Linked DNA regions of Mus musculus: all the other regions are linked to region 4. The links are chromatin contacts, called in public HiChIP or PLAC-seq maps. All regions are on one chromosome and are shown on one strand. The core of a region is the stretch at or near the end of the contact, and the rest is flanking DNA. Distances in the headings are between cores, read along the strand shown.

Region 1 (3,307 bases), core at 607-3,106, 210 kb before region 4:
GCTCTCATGTCTCAGCTGTCCCTTGTCACCACACAGTAGATACTGACACAGGCAGGAGACTCCAGGTTTATTTGCATAAGAATGACCTAGAAAGACTGGAAAGCTTGCTGGTGGCAGCTTCTTGGTCCCACTCTTTGAGGTTCTGATTTGGTGAGTTTGAGCAGGACCCTAGACAGAGTGTTTTGGTCAGTCCTGGGAGATTCCCACACGGGTGGTTTCTAGACCTCACTGTGAGTGAGAATCTTGCGTTCGTGGCTCAGGGTGTAGACTTCTGAAGTCAGACCAGAATCCAAACCCTATCTCTGACACTCCCTAACCCTGCTTTCCTCATCTGCAAAATGAGGCCATCATCTTCCTCCTGCTCTAAGGATTAAATGAGATCCAGGCAAAGGCCAGACTGCCTGAGATTCATTGTGCCTTTCATAAGACTTGGCTATTATTGCTGGTAGAAACCGTTACCTCTGCTAGCTCCTGCTAGCTCCTCCTAGCTCCTCCTTCCAGCCCTGGCTAGCCCCTGCTTCCAGCTCCTGTTAGCCCCTGTTAGCCTCTGCTAGCCCCTCCAAGCCCCTCCCATGTACACAGGAACTCAGTGGGCAATGAGAGGCATATTTGGTTTTGATTCAAAATTGTCTTCGCACGTGCTAGGCAAATGCTCTGTCACCAAGTCACACCTTCATCTCCCCCTTTAAACGTAACTCTGTTAGAACCGCTACCGGGAACTGAACCTGGGACCTTGTGAATGTTGGTTAGCATTCTGCTGCCAAGCCTCGAGTTTGCAATCCTTCCTTCCTTCCTCACTGAGGCCTCTGATTCAGACCACTGAGGTTGATCTAATTTCCCTTTGGATGGCAAAGCATCTTTACTGCTCTATTTTTCTTGTAGATTCAAATAGAAATTAAATCACTTATTAGCCCATTTCCACAAGAAAGAAGATAAAACACTGTCTCCTGCCCAGCCAGGACTGGGCACTGGGAAAGTCTCTGATGGGCCCAAATCTTATTTAGCATTGAAAGAAAACCAGAAGTCCACTGATTACTGGACCCATCATTTATCTTGGAATTTGATGGGACTGAGGGCTGGGCAGAGTTGGCATATGTCAGGAGCCTGGTACGAAGAAGAGGCCCCTCTTAGAGCAGCTTGCAGCCCAGTCCTTCCTAGTCTGGGTTCTCTGGGCCTGTCCTTATGCAAATGGAAGCCCTGGGCAGCAGATCTACCCTGTCTCTGGCCCTCAGCTCTTCTTAATCCTCTCTGAGCTCTTGGTGTCCTTGACTGTGAAATGGGCTGCTTCTCTGGGTTCTGGTGGGGAGCAACCCTAAAATCTCAACGGTGCATGCTGACCCGAGAGCTGTCTTTGTGAGGGACAGGTGTGCCACAATGTCTGCCACATTTCTCTTGGGCTCCACTTCAACATTTATTCATTGTAGACTAATTTATTTCTGTGTGAGGAGAAATGAAGAGGCCAACACTTGAGAAACAAACAGTCACGAAGAGCCTCAGGTTTCCAGCATTTTGTGTCACGTGCGGAAAGGCCCTGAAGGAGCGAAGAACTCCGGGTCACTCGTGAATGGCATTTGCTGTAGAAGAAAGTATTTCTCCTTAGAAGAAAGGCTGTGTGAAGGGCCTTCTTCTGTCCTCCCTCCAGGTCTCAGGGAAGTGACACAGAGCAGTTCTCAGGAGAGTCCAGGGCTGTGTCATCACTGGCAGACCTCTGGGCTGACTCAGACCCATGGGGCAGGAGCAGTCCCCTGAGAAGCTAGCTGCCCTTTCAGAGAAAACTCCCCCGTGGGCGTGAGGAGAGCCAAGTGGTGTGAAGGGGAAATAGAAACTAACTTGACTTTTACCTAGAAACCCCGGTCCTCTGCCTGGTTGTTTGTTACCCATAAGCTCTCGAAACTCTCTGATTCTCTCGAAACTCCTGCTTCTCTGCCTTATTTGTTACCAGTCATCTCTCCAGGCTAGAGTCACCTTGAGTCTTCTGTCACTCCTCTGTGCACATAAAAACACACAGAGGAAGTGGGTGGGTGGATGATGATGGATGAATGGGTGGATGGACAAATGGACAGACGAACTGACGGACGGATGGACAGGTAAAGGAGTCTGCTGTCTCTCAGGAAGGAGATCCTCAGAGACTCCTACAGCTGACAGGGACAGAACTTTCTAATGGAAGCAGGAGGAGGGGACAAGTGGCTCCAGGAATGCCCGGCCATGCCTTTGGGTTGCACCAGGCCCTACAGCAGGGGCACAGGAGAGCCTAATTCTCTCCTTAGGAGAGTGTAAAGGGAAAGATAGAACCGATCTGGAGTTCCAGGGGCAGATCCATTCTCCCAAGACCTGGAAGCTATCCCAAGACTCCCGCCTCCAAGAGGCCCCTCCTTCACACACACACCCCACCACCACAGCCACCTGCTAATGCACCATGAAGGTGCCTCCCCTTAGGAGGGGGTCTCCAGGGAACAGGACATTCCATACATGTTCAACCCCATGCCCTGATGGTGTTTATTAAAGATAGCACTGAGAAACCAGGTTTAACATTTTATTTATTTATTTATCTATATACTGATGCATGCATGCTGTGGCTGGTAAGTAGAAGTTAGTTCTCCTTTCACCACTGGCTCCAGGGATCAAACTCAGGTTGCCAGGCCTTTACCTGCTGAGTCACCTCACCTGCCCAGAGCCAGGGCCATATTTTTAAGTTTCCTGTTTTGTATCCATAGAATGTTATAAATTAATGGGGCAGGAAGAGTCACTGGAGAGTTTGTTATCAGTGCAGGTCACTGGTTGAGTGAGATGACCTCATTCAAAGAACAGGTGAGAGATTTTCCAAGGAGGTAGGAGGATCGGGGTTGTTGACCTGGTGTGGGAGGTCCCCTCTCTCTACTGATAACCGGGCTTCTATGTTCAAGCTCCCAGAGCGAGTGAGCCATCTACTTACACCCCTCCCCCTCAAGCCCACTGCCCCTGCTATGACCTAGTGTCTGAGCGGGAACACAAATAACCCTTGCTTCCCTAAGGACAGGTGTCAACCGTCATCCCACACATGTTGGGTCGTGTCCTTTTCACAGTAGCATGCTACCTTTATTTTGTACATAAGGAAAGTGTGACGTAAAGATCCAAAGAAAGCAGCTCAAGATCGAGAAGCTATCGGGTGGTATCTAGGCTCTAAGATCCCAGAACAGCAAGTTCATGTGTCCAGCAGGTCTGAGGGCCTGTGTGGCAAGAGGCACTCACATGACTGGAGTGGGCACGAGACATGAAGCCCTGGCACACCAAAAGCAGCCATGGTAAGAACACCAGTGGTATTTGGTGA
Region 2 (3,131 bases), core at 476-2,975, 240 kb before region 4:
CTGGATAGATCAAGTCCAGAAGGTGAGAAGGTGTTTCTGGTATCACAGAACTTAAAGGAGACTTTTAGCTGACTAGGGGTTTTGAGAGAGTTTGCTTTGTTTTTTGCTTTTAATTTTAATTTTTTTATTACACTTTAGAATGTGTGTCCTTGTGCCTTGGCTAGGGATATATCTTGTTTGGTAGAGTGTTTGCCTGGCAAGGTTGAAGCCCTGGGTTCCATCTCCAACACTTATAAATCAAGCAAGGGTGTGGAATCCCCTGAGACCCCAGCTTTTGAGAGGGGGAGGGTTGGAAGTCGGAGATCATAGGGTTGGAAGTCGGAGATCATCCGTGGCCACATAAGGAGGTTGAGGGCAGCCTGGCCTACAGACCCCATTCTTTTGTTGTTTTTGTTTGTTTTGTTTTTGTGTGTGGTGGTGGGGTTGTAGAGACAGGGTTTCTCTGTGTAGCCCTGGCTGTCCTAGAACTCACTCTGTAAACCAGGCTAGCTTCAAACTCAGAGATCCATCTGCCTCTGCCTTCTGAGTGCTGGGATTAATGACCCCCAGCTCAGACCCTGTTTTAGAAACAAAATATCCAAATAAAAACAAGTTTCTGTGGGGGGGGGGGGGGGACCACGACGGGACAGGACGGACATTCACCCACTGGGTATATGTGGATGCCAGAGGTCTTACACTGGAATGGCTTCTTCAAGACCTTCTCTCCCTTTATTTTCTGATACTGAATCTCATTAAACCCGGAGCTTTGTTGCTTTAGTAAGACTGGCTTGCTGGCTCCCCTGGGGCTGTGCCTGCCTCTGCCCTCCCCACCCAACACTGGAGTGACAGAGCTCTCAGACCTTATGTGGAAGCCAGGGTTCCAAACTAATAGCCAACGCTTTCCCTACTGACCCATATCACGACACCCCAACCCCAAGTTTCCTGGGGGTGGGTAGGGGTGTGAGCACACAGGGCAAGCATTTATTCTCTGTGCTTTCTGTCATCTCGCCAATAGTGACTGCAAACTCTTCTCTTCCTTGTTGATAGTCACAAAAAACGTCTTGAGGAAGCCTGGGCTCATCCATCTGTCAGGAGTACCGGCTCGGGAATGAAGCTTTGATGGTCTGTAGAGCCAAGCAAAGGAAGCAACAGCACTTTGCTTGATCATTATTCAAACACTCGAATATAACCAAGCGGATGTTCTCATGAGGCTGTGCATCCATGTTCTCTGTGTGTGGATAACATAACAGCAACGGGAAATGTTCCACCCTGTGCCTGGCATGTAACAGGAACTCGACAAATATTAGTTGTTTCTAGTTGGGTGAAAAGGTGGTCTTTACAGCTATGAGAAGGGGCCAGGCCAGGTGAGGCAGCAGACCGTAGGTTTAATTGTGCCCTTCAGGGGGCCTTTGAGATTTCCCACAGCTAAGGACTCTTGACCATTCTGACTTCCAGGAGGCCTTTTAGCCTTCTCTGTGTGTGGGGGTGGGCTTTCTATCCTTGCCTGGGTTCTCAGAATCATAAATAGCCTCAGTAGAGGGAGTCCGGGGTTCTGAGTCTGCCTGTGCTAATGGATGGTCACCACACCCCCTGCCACCACAGCTGGTGACAAGGCCTTCAGCATAATGGAAGGCATTTGGGGATCTATTTTTTTCCTCTTCAGGCAGAGAGCATTACTCACCTAGGGCTGTGTGTCACAAGGAAAGAGAGCAGAAAACACAATAAACCCCGCTAAGGATGAGTCAAATTTCAATAGAGGCTCAGTTCCAAGGCAGGAGGCGGGCTGTTTCTTCTGCATTCCTGAGATTCAGATTGCAAGGAGTCCTGAACTCCCTGCTCCCTCTCCGCAGGAAGAATGCAATGGAACAACCGTGCTCCATTGTGCTATTTCTAGGTTAGAGAAACAGGGGAAAGATTGTGTGGAGAGCTGGTTTCTTAAAGTCCCGGAGGCTGGTTGGGGACCACCACGGGGAGCCAGGCCTTACCTTCCCAACCCCTTCCCCCACACCCCAGCTCTTTGTCCTTTTCTTTCTGTGGTGCCTTTCTGTGTTTTTTTTCAGCTGGCTGTAAGTCTGAGTGTGGGAAACAGCCCTGTTCTCCATCATTTCACTGTCTAAGGCCCTCCCTAGTAAGCAAACAGGGGGGGCAGGTCCCTTTCTCCAGGGTCAGAGGCCACCACTGGGCTCTGACCAACCTGAAAAGCTTTCTTCTTAAGGTGGCATGAGATTCCCCCCCCCCCCCCAGGAAGTGCCAAGAAACAATTTTATGATGACCTAGAGTCTAATTTTACACGTTCACATCCTTTCTTTTTTCAGTAAAAGGAAGAGGCGAAGGCAGGTGGCTCTCTGTGTATTCCAGGGTAGCCTGATCTACATAACAACCTACAATCCAACCAGGGCTACATAGTGAGTCTCAACCACCACCACCACCACCACCACCACCACCACCACCACCACCACCACCTCCAAACCAACACGGAAAGCTCTAAAGGAGGTTGGGGTTAAGTTCAATGTAGACAGACACTGTTAAATTCTCTCCAGATTAAGTTCAGAGATAGACAACGTATGCCATCACTGAATTAGCCCTTCTCTGTCTTCCACGAAGCTTCTTTTGAGCATCTCGACAGGCCATTGGGACAAACACCACAGAATATACACATTTTGACAGAAATGGCATACCTGAGGCCAGTGGTCCCTAAATTTGGATGGATACGACAGGCACGGGGAACTTGGGGTAATAAGTTCTTTCTGTATTGTAAGGAATTTCTCGGTTCCTAGGCGTTACATAGAAATCTCCCCAAGTGGCTCTGATGGCCACTGGCTTTGGAGCTATGACATAGGGCTATGGTTTGAAAGGAGGCGATCACATGCCAGCTACTATTTACTGGGCATTCGTTTGTTTATTTTTTTTTTAAAGATTTATTTATTGATTATATGTAAGTACACTGTAGCTGTCTTCAGACATTCCAGAAGAGGGAGTCAGATCTCGTTACGGATGGTTGTGAGCCACCATGTGGTTGCTGGGATTTGAACTCCGGACCTTCGGAAGAGCAGCCGGGTGCTCTTACCCACTGAGCCATCTCACCAGCCCTGTTTATTTTTTTTAACTGGCTGATTAAGAGCCTGTCTCACGAAAACAAAACAAAGGTTGCT
Region 3 (3,093 bases), core at 355-2,854, 150 kb after region 4:
AAGATATGTGCCACTACCACCTAGCTTACTTTTATATTTTTAAAATTCACAACAAACATGAATATTAAATAAATCTCTTCATCTAATATAATAATTTTAAGTCATAAACTGGGCATAGCAACACATGTCTTTAACACTAGTACTTGAGAGGTAGAGGCAGGAGGATCTCTGTGAGTTCAAGGCTAGCCTGGTCTACAGAGTAAGCTCCAGGACAGCCAGGGCTATATACTGAGACCCTTTCTAATTCCCCAGTATACAAGGTCAAGAGACCTTGTTTCAAAAAACCAAAACATCAATAACAACAAAATTAAGTTGTTTATCTTTTACTTTTTTTTTTTTCTTTTTCTGTAGATACGGTCTTAACTATGCAGCCCTCGCTGGCATGGAACTCTCTTTATAGACCAGGCTGAATTCAAACTCACAGAGATCAACCTTCCTATGCTCCCTGAACGCTGGGATGAAAGGTGTGCATCACCACACCTGGTGCATAATTTTATAAAATAAAACGTATTTTAAAAGAAAGAAACATGAGTAGCTGGGAGATGAGGCTCAGTAGCAGACATGTGTTTTCCACATGTCCCCAGCCCTTCAAAACAAAGAAAGCCTTAAAAAAAAGAAAATGATAGGGTATGGGAGAAAGGAAGAGTGAGTATGTTATTCTTAGAGGCTACATTGGCCAAAATTGCCCCAGACTTGCAGGCTGGTTCAACACAGCCTTGCAGATACAAGCAATCCCGAGACAGTTATGGATGTGTAGGAGACTGTACCCTGTCTGTCATGTCACCATGTCACATGGCTGGGCCCCCTGGAAGCCTGTCTTGTGGGTCGCTGGGGAACGCATACTGCTTTCTCTGCACGCATGGATTTATCATTTCCCTCATGCACGTGCTGAGTTCCACTCCTGAGAGGAAAGGCAGTCCCACCCCTGTCAGTTAGAAAACCACCAGGCCCTCTTCGTGAGACTTGCACGCTGTCTGATAAGAGCAGTGCAGAGCACAGGAGACTAAAGGTCACATAGGGAAGTTGGGCCGAAAATAAAGCGCTAGACGCTCCCTTTAGTGACCGTGGGCAGTTATGCAACTAAAAGTCCTTTATTCTGTGGATGACCTCAGGTGGCTCACCATGTCTTTCCTGGTCTTGTGCTTTTCGTTTTCTGTTTGTTTGTTTTGAGACAAAGTCTCACTTACATAGCCGGGATTGTCCTCAAACTCTCAATCCTCCTGCCTCAGCCTCCTGAGTACTGGGTGGAGAAGTGCACACCACTGTCTGACCTATATAGTCTTCTTAGTGTAAACTGGAAATGATCACATTTGAACTCACTACCCATATGGTTCCTCTGGAGACTGATTGTGCGTGGGCGTGGGCGTGGGCGTGTGTGTGTGTGTGTGTGAATGTATGTGCATGCGTGTGCATGTGTGTGTTGCAGCAGTGGGCGACTCCTATTAACCTACCAAGTGAAAAGCCCAGAACAAAAGAGAGAACGCAGGATTATCATCGATGCTATGAATCATCTCGGAGAGCTGTCATGGTGATATGAATCACCCTATGGTAATGTTGTGGCAAAGGCCCAAACACGGGTTAGCAGCAGTGACCCGGTAATCTTGAAATTAGTCACAGAGGCCTAGCCAATGATGATCCAGCAACACCATTGTTTGTGAAGAGAGTGTGCAACAGCCCTCCCTGTCTCCAAGAAGGAAGAGACCCCCCCTGCTGAAGGCTGCGTTCCACTCTCACCCCCGCACCAGCCCTGGGGCTCCAGTCCTGGCTCTGCTCTCTTCAGGAGTTCGACTGGGGTTGGAACAACGAGACTTTTGTATTTCATCAACTTCCCTGGCTTTTGCTTTCCTCCCTGTGTTGGACAGGTGGGTTGTGACCACAAGATGATCTCTGAGACTCCTTGCTTCTCAGATCTATGACATTTAGCTAGAATTTCGAACTTGCAGCCCGCACAGGACCTGGATTGTCAGAGCTAGCATCTTTGTAACCTGGCATTTTGAAACCCGTCTCTGTGCTACATAGCCTGACCCAGTTTCTGAGAGCATTACAGGAAAGTTAGTTTTTCCCCTTTTAATCACCATGTAGTTATGTCATTTATTGCAGTCAGGGCAGACAATGGTACTGGTCCAGTAGGGTGCGTCCAGCCTTTCCACCCCCATTTTCTTTATATCTGGGGCCTTTGCACTCCTCCTGTCTGGTTCTCCTTGAAACACATTGTAAATAATATAAATTATGAATTACAGTGTTGTAGAAAACTTGGGGATGTCTCATAAGTTCATGGCACTTTCACCTGGAGGCATGGTGAGCTTCTCTGAACTCTTCTAAGATCTGCATATGTGCAGTCAGATTTAACTATGGAAAGATGAAGATCTAGGAGATATTTAGCTTCCAGGAGACAGCAGAGGCCCGACCCCTGAGCTGCAAGTTGCACTTGGGTCTCCTGTGAAGTCGTACCCACAGTGAACAGTAACTCCTGCCTGGCTTCATTAATCTCACCTGGACTATGGTTTATATCTTAGCACAAACAAGCAAGGGCGCATTTGTTACAGTCTGGAAAGTGAGCTGAGTTGAACTCAAGAGTGGTTTTAAATTCCCGAATCGCTTCTCTGGGAAGCCATCGTGCTCACTGTGAACAAAGTTGGTTTTGTTGGTTGGGCACTGACACGCTCCTGGCTTGTCTGCTGGTCAGGGGGACATCACCAGGGACGAGCATGTGGCTGCGCTGTACAGGGCCACAGCACGGACCTTCAACAGCCTTGCAATGTGCTGTTGCCTGGTTGAGGTCACCCAAGGGCTGTTGCCACTATCTCTGCAGCTTGAGCCTCTCTCCACCTCTGCTCTCTCCTGACAGAAGCTGCCCACCCCCTGCCTGCCCTTCCCTTTCTGTCTACTTTCACATCTCCACATTCTTAGCTTCCTTGTTTGTTGGCAGAGCTCCCATGCTGCCTGTTCTCAGGGTGACAATGATAAGGATAATATTAGCAGCGATAACACAACGGCAGGAATAATAATAGCAGTGGTTACTTGCTGGGTGGTAGGAACTGGGCTAAATACGGTATGCACCCTTCCACTCTCAGAACAAGCCTGGATACATCT
Region 4 (3,111 bases), core at 309-2,808:
CACAGCAGCGAGCTGCTGGCTTCGCAGAGTGGGCACTGCCTGTAGGCAGCTGTGCCTCCTTGAGGGTTCATTTTCTCTCTATATGCTGTGTTGTTGGATAGCATTGCCCTGTTGTGAGGGTGGGGCCCTGCTGCCCTGTGTCTAATTTCACCTGGGAAAAGCAACGCCAATGAAATCTGGTTTAGTCGTAGCCTTGCCTAGAAATAGGTTACGGCTTGGGTCACGTTAAATCTTGATAAAGTAGATTAACATCTCTACAAGAAACATTGGTTTGTCTAGAGCTCAGGTTTGGCAAAGCAAGTCCTCTTTAAATATGGCTTTGGTGTTTGCACATTAAGCTAAAAATAACGGGACCTTGCAGTTAGAATATATTTAGTTCCAGAGATGCATTTCTTTATTTTAGTTTAATATTCTAATTTTACAGATGAGATGTGAAGCCCAGATCAGGCAGGTGGCCCAAGTGAACATATTAGCACACTTAGATAACAGAACCAAGCCGTGGGTCCCTTCTCTCAAGAAACTCACACATTTATTTGCAGGTGGCCTTGCACGTTACACAAAGACGAATTTTAAGGTTATAGATGATTGCCACCTTCACTTTGTCTCTGCCCTTTGCCTTTTTTTGTTGTTAGTTTTTTGTTTGTTTGTTTGTTTAAAGAACTCACCAACTTAGGAACACTTAGGTCACACTTACCCATGTCCCAGGGAGACTTGAGTTACCTCCAGTTGCCAGGCTTCTGCAAGGAAGGTGCCAGTGTTATCTATAAATCTGCCACCGTGTGGCCGACAGGCACCCCTTCCTAGAGACAGAGTGTCTCCTGGGTGTAAGAGGCCTTGTGGCAGCCAGTAGCTACACAGAACACGAGGCAGCGTGGAGATTAGGGTTGCAAAAAGAATGTGGATATATTTACTCTGTCAGGTTGGCACACTGTGGTATGAGTTTTCCAGAGACCTTAACGTTTGAACATTATCTTTGATGGACTGTGTAATTGAGTGTCTTCAAGAAATTATTCAGCCATTAAAATTGATAGCTCAGCTGTTAAGAAGAGCGCTTGCTGATTGGTTCTCAGAATCCATATCGGGTAGCTTCCAGCTGCCTGTAACTAAGTCCCGAGGTATCAGACACCTTCTGGTGTGTGTGCAGAGAAGCAAGTGTGTGGTGGTGGTGGTGGTGGTGGTGGTGGTGGTGGTGGTGGTGGTGGTGGTGGTGGTGGTGGTGGTGATATAATAGAGCCCCAAAGCCTGAAGGACATGGGTTTAGAGCCAAATTATTTGGGACTAGAGTGTCAGAGCCTATTAATGTCTGATGTACAGTGCCACTTAAGGCAAAGACTTCTTGGGAGCCGTTTCCAGCCTACCTTGCCTCCTCACAGTTAGAAAGGTGCTTTCTTCAGCATTGTGTAGGGGCTCCATTTTCTCTCAGCCTAAATCTCAAGCTGTTTTCCCCGTAGCCACTAGAGGGAGCCCTTGATACATGCTGACCCCTCAGATTTGGGATCTCAGGTTTTCTTCCACACTGATTCCTCGCTAGAGTTGCAGCCGCTGTGAGGTCAGGGTGTGGTATAACTGAGACCTCTGGGGCAGCACTTTATGAGCGAAGTGTTAACTGCTTGCAGCTCACTCCTAAGTGAGCTTTGGGGCAAAGGTGCCTGCTGCGCTCACAACAGGTTGTGTCACTGTTCCGGAAACAGCAGGAAGCCTGGGTGTTGTAAAGATGGCAACCCTTCCTCACGCCAGGCCTGCTTATTCTCTGCAGAGCACGCGCTTGCTCCTTTGTTCCTTCTGCCTTCTGAGTCCTCATTTAAGCGCAGAGGCATCCTGGTTCTCTGCAGCCTGGCATTCCTAAAGCAGAGGTTGCCTTTCGTTCTGTTTCATGTATGGTTTCTAAGTTCCCTCTGTGTCCTGTGGTTTTGGCATTTTAATCCACTTAGTGTTTTCGAATTATTGGTAGCAGTCACTGTGTGATCTCTGGACACCCCAGGAAGACCTGTTCTACCCTATTGCCTACCAAGCCACGAAAAGCCATCCTAAGAGGTCCTGCCACTTCCAAGTTTCACCAGAGGTGATGCTCTGTCACTGTGGATGAGTGGCTTAAGGACCTTCTCCCACAAACTCGTGCTGCCCCAATTCACTCCACCCACAGAGCATGGTGACCAGGTGGTAAAGCGAAGCTGAGCGACCCATTTTACTGCGTTGGGAATGGGCAGCTGGTGACTGAGTAGGACAGCAGAACCTCCTTTAGACATGTGTATGTGCAGGGCACACATCCATCCTGTCTCATTAGCAAACCAGAAAGGTTTTCATATGAGTCCGTGCTGCAGTCTCTGCTCCATTGTGGTCACTTGGAGGGTTGTACTTTGGATTCACAGTGGCCTCACAGACTGAAGCCCTGGTCTGTTTGTTCACTGGTCTCCAGCTGTGCCCTGAAGGGCTGGGGTCTGGAAGTGGGGTGAAGTCACTGGGGGCAAGTCTTTGAAGGTTCCATCTATTCCTGCTTCCTGGTCCATTAAAATGTGAGCAGCTGCCTTGCCTCATGCTCCTGTCAGGACAGCCACTCCACCCTGCCTCGCCCTGTGATTGACTGAAATCCCCCTGAAACTGAGCCAAAATAAACATTTCCTCCCTGAGTTTGTCTCTTTCAAGTACTTTGGTCACGGTGATGAGAAAGCAACTAACAAAGAGCTGGGGAGATGGCTCCGCCGGTAACCGTGACTGCTCATGCAGAAGGCTGTGGTTCTGTCCCCAACACCCACATACCACCTGTAACTGCAGCTCCAGGATCCAGCATGTTCACCCAAAAACATACACATACTCATAAATAAAAATCTTATTAAAAAAAAAAACATACAGAATGGTTGGTGAAGTGTGATTTTTTTTTTTTAAATCTCATTAGGCAAGCCCAGATAGCCAGGGGAATTTGCCCCCGAGCACAGTCAGACCTACTAAGACCTCTGACAGAGCAAATGCTGGTCTGTGGGTCTGTGAAGTGGATAAACTGGATTTTAGAGAACTTTTCCTGAAACTAAGATGACCCCAGTCACTGCTTGTCTCTAGCCCAGCCAGTACGGAAAGCCACAGTGGCCTTGCTCAGAATCCAAACTGTCACATGAG

What was found. HiChIP or PLAC-seq counts read pairs in DNA pulled down with a chosen protein or histone mark.
Region 1: a contact with region 4 is called in a FOXA1 HiChIP or PLAC-seq map of pancreatic cancer cells. The contact joins two enhancer-like sites. A contact is called at or near these places in 3 of 115 datasets of contacts at active chromatin or transcription factors (the 230-238 cell line, embryonic stem cells and pancreatic cancer cells) and 3 of 9 other capture datasets (adipose tissue, liver and pancreatic islet).
Region 2: an HNF4G HiChIP or PLAC-seq map of pancreatic cancer cells shows a contact between it and region 4. The contact joins two enhancer-like sites. A contact is called at or near these places in 1 of 15 datasets of contacts at CTCF or cohesin (large pre-B cells), 8 of 484 Hi-C or Micro-C datasets (the AML12 cell line, CD4 single positive thymocytes, ECoMG myeloid progenitors and 4 more), 6 of 115 datasets of contacts at active chromatin or transcription factors (the 230-238 cell line, embryonic stem cells, epiblast stem cells and 2 more) and 4 of 9 other capture datasets (adipose tissue, embryonic trunk, liver and 1 more).
Region 3: an H3K27ac HiChIP or PLAC-seq map of heart atrium shows a contact between it and region 4, with 4 times the contacts expected there. The contact joins two enhancer-like sites. A contact is called at or near these places in 7 of 115 datasets of contacts at active chromatin or transcription factors (embryonic fibroblasts, embryonic limb bud, embryonic stem cells and 4 more) and 4 of 9 other capture datasets (adipose tissue, embryonic stem cells, liver and 1 more).

What each region holds. Positions count from the first base shown.
Region 1 is chr19:53,432,350-53,435,656 of GRCm38.p6, forward strand. No RefSeq gene overlaps it. Among named protein-coding and RNA genes, the nearest start is that of 4833407H14Rik, 27 kb to the right of the region's middle. Within about 2 kb of position 1,857, at least 99 of the 459 cell types and tissues checked have an H3K27ac peak or open chromatin away from gene starts, as enhancers often do. A contact at or near this core is called in pancreatic cancer cells, where this site is marked.
Region 2 is chr19:53,410,621-53,413,751 of GRCm38.p6, forward strand. No RefSeq gene overlaps it. Among named protein-coding and RNA genes, the nearest start is that of Smndc1, 22 kb to the left of the region's middle. RefSeq lists an enhancer at 415-2,849. Within about 2 kb of position 1,726, at least 140 of the 459 cell types and tissues checked have an H3K27ac peak or open chromatin away from gene starts, as enhancers often do. A contact at or near this core is called in the AML12 cell line, embryonic stem cells, pancreatic cancer cells and 1 more, where this site is marked.
Region 3 is chr19:53,799,172-53,802,264 of GRCm38.p6, forward strand. All of the region lies in intron 1 of Rbm20 (RNA binding motif protein 20), which reads left to right. Among named protein-coding and RNA genes, the nearest start is that of Gm30890, 14 kb to the left of the region's middle. Within about 2 kb of position 1,605, at least 148 of the 459 cell types and tissues checked have an H3K27ac peak or open chromatin away from gene starts, as enhancers often do. A contact at or near this core is called in extraembryonic endoderm stem cells, heart atrium and pancreatic cancer cells, where this site is marked.
Region 4 is chr19:53,647,458-53,650,568 of GRCm38.p6, forward strand. No RefSeq gene overlaps it. Among named protein-coding and RNA genes, the nearest start is that of Gm46653, 27 kb to the right of the region's middle. Within about 2 kb of position 1,559, at least 80 of the 459 cell types and tissues checked have an H3K27ac peak or open chromatin away from gene starts, as enhancers often do. A contact at or near this core is called in the AML12 cell line, embryonic stem cells, extraembryonic endoderm stem cells and 3 more, where this site is marked.